2 separate regions of the Mus musculus genome follow, and region 1 is linked to region 2. A link is a contact called in public HiChIP or PLAC-seq data. All regions are on one chromosome and are shown on one strand. Each heading gives the region's core, a stretch centred on a gene start, on an enhancer-like site or on the middle of the called end of the contact. The rest is flanking DNA. Distances are from core to core; before and after follow the strand shown.

Evidence for each region. HiChIP or PLAC-seq counts read pairs in DNA pulled down with a chosen protein or histone mark.
Region 1: a contact with region 2 is called in an HNF4G HiChIP or PLAC-seq map of pancreatic cancer cells. The contact joins the promoter of Zfand2b here to the enhancer-like site in region 2. A contact is called at or near these places in 3 of 39 promoter capture datasets (the C10 cell line, cranial neural crest and neutrophils), 1 of 15 datasets of contacts at CTCF or cohesin (large pre-B cells), 1 of 115 datasets of contacts at active chromatin or transcription factors (pancreatic cancer cells) and 3 of 9 other capture datasets (adipose tissue, liver and pancreatic islet).

Annotation. Positions count from the first base shown.
Region 1 is chr1:75,167,332-75,170,031 of GRCm38.p6, reverse strand. Zfand2b (zinc finger, AN1 type domain 2B) reads right to left here and starts at 1,386. Exons shown (of 10, transcript NM_001159905.1): 1 at 1,325-1,386; 2 at 1,126-1,201; 3 at 753-847; 4 at 401-532; 5 at 116-267. The coding sequence starts at 1,180.
Region 2 is chr1:75,039,172-75,041,871 of GRCm38.p6, reverse strand. The region is part of intron 6 of Nhej1 (non-homologous end joining factor 1); the gene reads left to right. Among named protein-coding and RNA genes, the nearest start is that of Nhej1, 85 kb to the left of the region's middle. Within about 2 kb of position 1,276, at least 42 of the 459 cell types and tissues checked have an H3K27ac peak or open chromatin away from gene starts, as enhancers often do. A contact at or near this core is called in pancreatic cancer cells, where this site is marked.

The sequences.
Region 1 (2,700 bases), core at 137-2,636, 130 kb before region 2:
TGCCTAGTTTCAGTCCACAGCACTGCAAGCAAAATGGAGCAAAAAGCATAAAGACTGCCTTGGTCAAGGAAGACATGGCTGAAGCAAAGCAAGTTGGCTATTTGGTGGTAATTACCCTGCCCTGCTGGTCTGATGACCTTCCCCAGAGCATTCATGGTCCAGGGGATGACGGTGCTTGATGCAGAAGTTTCGGCCACAGCGATCACAAGTCAGTTTCATCATCTCCCGCTGCCGGCAGCCAGAACGTTCACACTTATTGGTGAAGATCTGAGATGAAACAGGGTTTGTTATTTAGGAAACTCATCTTCTCCTCTGGCCCCCATGGAGCTAGCCTTTTGGGTTTGCAGATGTCCGTATACTACGCTGGGTTGTCTCACTAACCCCTCCATTATTTATTTACCTTGCGTTTTTGCTGTGCTGGGTCAGAACGACAGTCTCTGTCAATGTGCTCTCCCACAGCACGGTCAGGAGGCTCTCCTCTGGCCACCGGCACAGGCACATTACAGAGAGGGCACACAGGTACCTGGATATCCTATAGTCAAGGGTCAGGAGTCAGTATGAGAGCCAAGCAATCTCTTAAAGAACCCGGATATACCACTCACAAATACACAAAAAACAAAGTTACCCAGTGCTGGGCTTAGAAACACAATAACTAAGAGGGGAAAACATAAAATAGACAGATCCTGAAAGCATCTGCACCCGCTCTCCTCTCCATACACCAACCCCTGCCACCCTCACGATCGCCCCCTCACCTTTTGGTAAGCTGATCCACAGTGATGCTGGGCGTAGGCCACATGGTCTGCGCAGAAGATGCCCGAGCAGGCATCGCACTTGAGTGGCAAAAAATCTACAGAGAATGGGTCAGATTGCGGGTTCAAAGGAAACTTAGATGTCCTTTCCTCTTGCGCAAAGCTGCTACTCAGGTAGGAAAAACTCTGCCCTATTTGCAACACACTGTACCTCTTTCACAGTACACGATCAATTTGGCCACGCCCCTAGTCTCCGCCCACAACTTCGAGCCCCGCCCTCCTGGCCTTTCCAGCTCCAGTGCTCACCCTCCTGGCCCTACCTGCAGTCCCCAGCCCCAGCCGTCCGGCCCCGCCTCCCGCGTGCTCCGCCCCTCACCCAAGCGCTGACAGCTCGGCTCGGAACAGTGAGCCCCGAGGTCCGGAAACTCCATCGCCTGGCCGTGCGGGGCCTGCTGCGGGGAAGAAACGAGAGCTGAGCGTGCCAAGGACTCCCGCTCCGGGCCCCGTCCGCAACACAGCAACTCCGGGGGGCTCCCCGCCCCGCCCCTTCCTCTCCCCCGCCCAGCACAGGTTACCGAAGCCTGAGCGTCCGCCGGCCCGCAGCCCCTACTCCTCCTCCCGAGGGCTCGCGCGCTCTGACGTCATCACGTTGGGCGGGTCCATCCCGGGCAACAGTAGATTGCAGGCGGAGAGTCCCAGAAGAGTTGAGCCACGCCCGGGAGCGGGTGTAAAGCTTAGAAGAGTTTTTTCAGAACCAACCAGTGAAGGCAAAGATGGACGTGTCGGTGGACAAGGGTGGTTTGGAAGCAGTTCGGCCTTTAGCCTGCTCACTTCGTCACTACCTTACTTTTCTCTAGCCATTTCTCCAGACCGAGGCTACCTCTTTTCTGTGAGGAGTTACAGTGTTTCTCAGTGGTGCAGATTCCTCTCCAGGTTTTAGTGTTGATGTTCACCCTCTAAGACATCCCTAGCCCTTGTCGGTATGATCTGAGCACACCTGCTCTGTCTTCTCCTCCCCTCCATCCCAGTTTACACGTCACCTCATTGAAATCAGCTGTTCACCAACCTGGCACAGTGTCTCAAGCCTTTACTCCCAACACTCAGAAAGCAGATGCAGGTGAATCTTTGTGAGTTCGACATCAGCATGGTCTACATATCGAATTCTAGGACAGCCAAGACTACATAGAGACACCCAGGCTCGGGGGTGAGGGAGGGAGGGAGAGAGAGAGAGAGAGAGGCATCGGCCACACAAAGGGGACTACCTGGTGAAAAGAGACATCCATAGTGAAAGGAGAGAAGACGAAAAACCCAAGAGAACTGCACACCCTTCCCTTCAATGATAAAATTAAAATATATCAAAGAGTCAAGGATCAGCTCTACCTGTTTCATACTGGGCCCTGCCTGGCACATAATACCTAAAGTACAACAGTCTCAGGTGAAACTCACTACATAGCTATTTTAAACAGATGCCTGGGTCCTAGGACTTCTGACTCAGAGGGGAGCTCCAGAAGGAATGGTAACACATTTCTAGTATGTCTCAACTTGAAAAACACTAGCCTAGCACATTCTCAGGGGTTCTGGAATGTTTTTTGAAGAGTGGCAGTCATTAAACTGGTGTACACCTTTAGGAACCACAGACTGAGACCTTCCTGGCTCAGCACATTTTGCTTCTCACACAGCTTCTCCTACTTGGAATTGGTAGTCACTCTACCTTCCCGTAGGTCTAGACGTGGAAACAAGTAATCAGGTGAAGTAAACAAACAAACAAACAAAAAACCAGTTTCTGCCTCTCAACTTTCCCCTCCTCTTCCTTTGATTTTCACTCTAAGACCGGTAGAAATTAAGACAGTCTTTCCTGGCTACCTCAGGCAGAAGCCCTGTTCTCAGCTCTAACTGTACCCAAACACCTTGACTTGGGTCATCTGCCGACTTACATGCCTGCCACACTCAT
Region 2 (2,700 bases), core at 27-2,526:
GTGTAGTTCAGAGCACTTGTGGGAATCAGCCTTCTTCTACCATGTGTGTTCTGAGGATCAAGGCCATCAGGGTTGGTGGCCTTTTGCTCTCTGAGCTATCCCTCCAGTCTCAGATTTCTATTTTGAAGATAAGGAAACTGAGCTGCAGCAGTAAGTGGCTGAAGTCTGTATGCTCTGTTGAGGGGAGCTTGGGTAATGAGAATTCTTGGGACCTCTAGGGCGCCTGTACTATCTTCAGAATGTCTCATGTAGCTGCTAGAACTGAAAGGTTTGTACTGGGACTGTAGAGCTACAGTATCTTTTCAGTTACTATGCTTGCCTGGGGTCCTATAAACAGGACATAAAAGGGTCAGGAGGTCATCCAAGACTGGATTGAAAGGATGTGCCATCAAAATAAGCAACATGGAATAGAAAATAAACAAACCAGGGAGACAGTTGGGATGAACAGGCAAGGAGGCCAGGCCAGTGTCAGAGGGCCATGCGGTCAGTGCCTGGGGCTACTTCTATTCCCATTGGAAATCCTGCTAGGCAAGAGGCCATGGACACATACAGTACAGGGCCAGGAGGGCATAGAGAGTTCTAGGATGCTAAAGTTAGAGAAGATATTTAACCATTAGACAGGGGTACTTCCTCATATTTGATGTTTTTGCTTTACTTCTTCCCTTAAGAAACTCTGACTTAGCCAGGTGCACACCTTTAGTTAGCCCTAGTACTCAGGAGGTAGAAGAAGCAGGCAGATCTCTGCAAATTCAAGGCCAACCTGGTCTTCATGGCAAGTTCCAGGCCAGATAGGACTACATAGAGACCCTGTCTCAAACAAACAAAATACAATAAGATAAAGAACCTCTAACTTTTCATTTTCAGAGAACATATGGACACCAATTGCTAGTGACCCAACTAAGGGGGAAATTTGCTATGTAGAACAGCTTGATCTTGAACTCTTGGAGATCTACCTGCTTCTGCCTGACGTAACAGGGGCTGGGGCTAAAGTGCTGAGAGGCATCTTTAAGTGTGGGAGAGAAGCTGAGGAATTGGGGACTGTTACACATGGCAGGATAACTGTGTTACGGATGAGCACAGGCTGGTGAAGCCCCTTACAGCTGTTCTGTTGGAGGAGTTCCTTTCCCTGGCCCTGCCCATGCCTTTCTTTCCCCATCTGGTTGCTATCAGGCTGTGTGGCTGCTGGCGGGCTCTTTATTTATTTATCCCAGTGTAATAGGGTGAGGAGGGAGCTGGCCTGAGGTTGGCTTTCTGAGGCCATGCCACTGAGCCACAGGCGGTTAGCATGGGTGTGTGAGTCACTGGGGCTGCATGCTGCTCAAACCAGACTCGGACAGGCTCAGCGACAGCAGGCAGCCCAAAATAGAGCCCCGCCCTCTGCAGCTGGCAACCTCTGGCTAGGAATCAGCCCTTTACACCAAAACCTGGGCAACTGCACGTTGTTGGCTTTCTCTGGGTGGGGGCCCTTACAGAGATAGGGATTTTGTAGCTCTCTTCTCAGACATTACACAAGGATAGCCAACACATCAACATCTCCCGTTGCTGTACTTTGAATGTCTCGGGACACTTAGATAATCTCCTTGGTGTGATATACTAGCTAAGAAGTTTGATATTTGACATTGATCTGACTCAGTATCCTAAATGTAGCCGTAGCTGTAGTCTAGTTGCAGCATTCTAGAGCATTACTTGACATTAAAAAGCTACCCACTGCTGCTCTTCCTAAGCTTGAGTTTATGTCAGAAGCACTGGGTAGACCTGGGGAGACTCAGGAGCAACCTGAAAACTGCTCTCCTGTTACATGCATCTACAGGGGGTTTCCTTGTTTTCTCTGGATGGGTCTCCTTTTTTTAAAAAACAAAAACAAACAAACAAACAAACAAAAAAACAACAACCAAAAAACCTTGTGTCAGGAATGTTCATGGTACCCAGGATCAGATCCAAGATCTTATTTATTTTCCCTTCCTCTGGGTTGTCTCATTGAGAGCCTAGTCCCAACAGCACTGTAAACCACTGAGAGCTAGTTTTAGAGCACCATGTCATATAGACCCATGCTTTTTTTCTGCATCCTTGATATTTCCACATGGATATCTATCTTACTGGTAGGTATCAGTGCCTCTAATGCATGCTCCACATGAATTAGTTACTTCTTTCTTTAAACCCGTTCTTTATTTGTATTCTTTGCCTTGGTAGATTAAACCATCATCCATCGGTTCCCTAAACCAGAAACTGAGGTTTCACCTGCATTGCTGCTTTCTTCTTGGTTTTCATTTCCAATTATGACTCACCAACCACCATGGAGTCTGTTCTTTAGTCTAGCTTTTGTTGCCTTAGATAAGCTGATACCCTTTTGGCTTGATGCTGCAACTGCCCTCTTACCTGCCTTCCCATCATCCTCTTTCTGCTTCCCAGTTAAATTTACATTTATCAGAATAGTCTCTTTGAAAAAGAGACATGATTGTCTTGCTTTCTTGCTTATAGTCCTTTAGTGGTTCTTATAGTGGCATGTAGGGTAAAGTCCAAATTCCTTGTATGCTATTAAGACTGGACCTATTTACCTCTTCATCTTGATCCTCCATCATGGTGCCCTGAACTTATACACCTAAAGTGTTATAGCTTCCTGCTTGGACACATCTCATTCATTTGTCTGGTATTGTTTTCTGTATTATCCCTTTGTGGGCCCTGATCTTTCCTTCCTTCAGC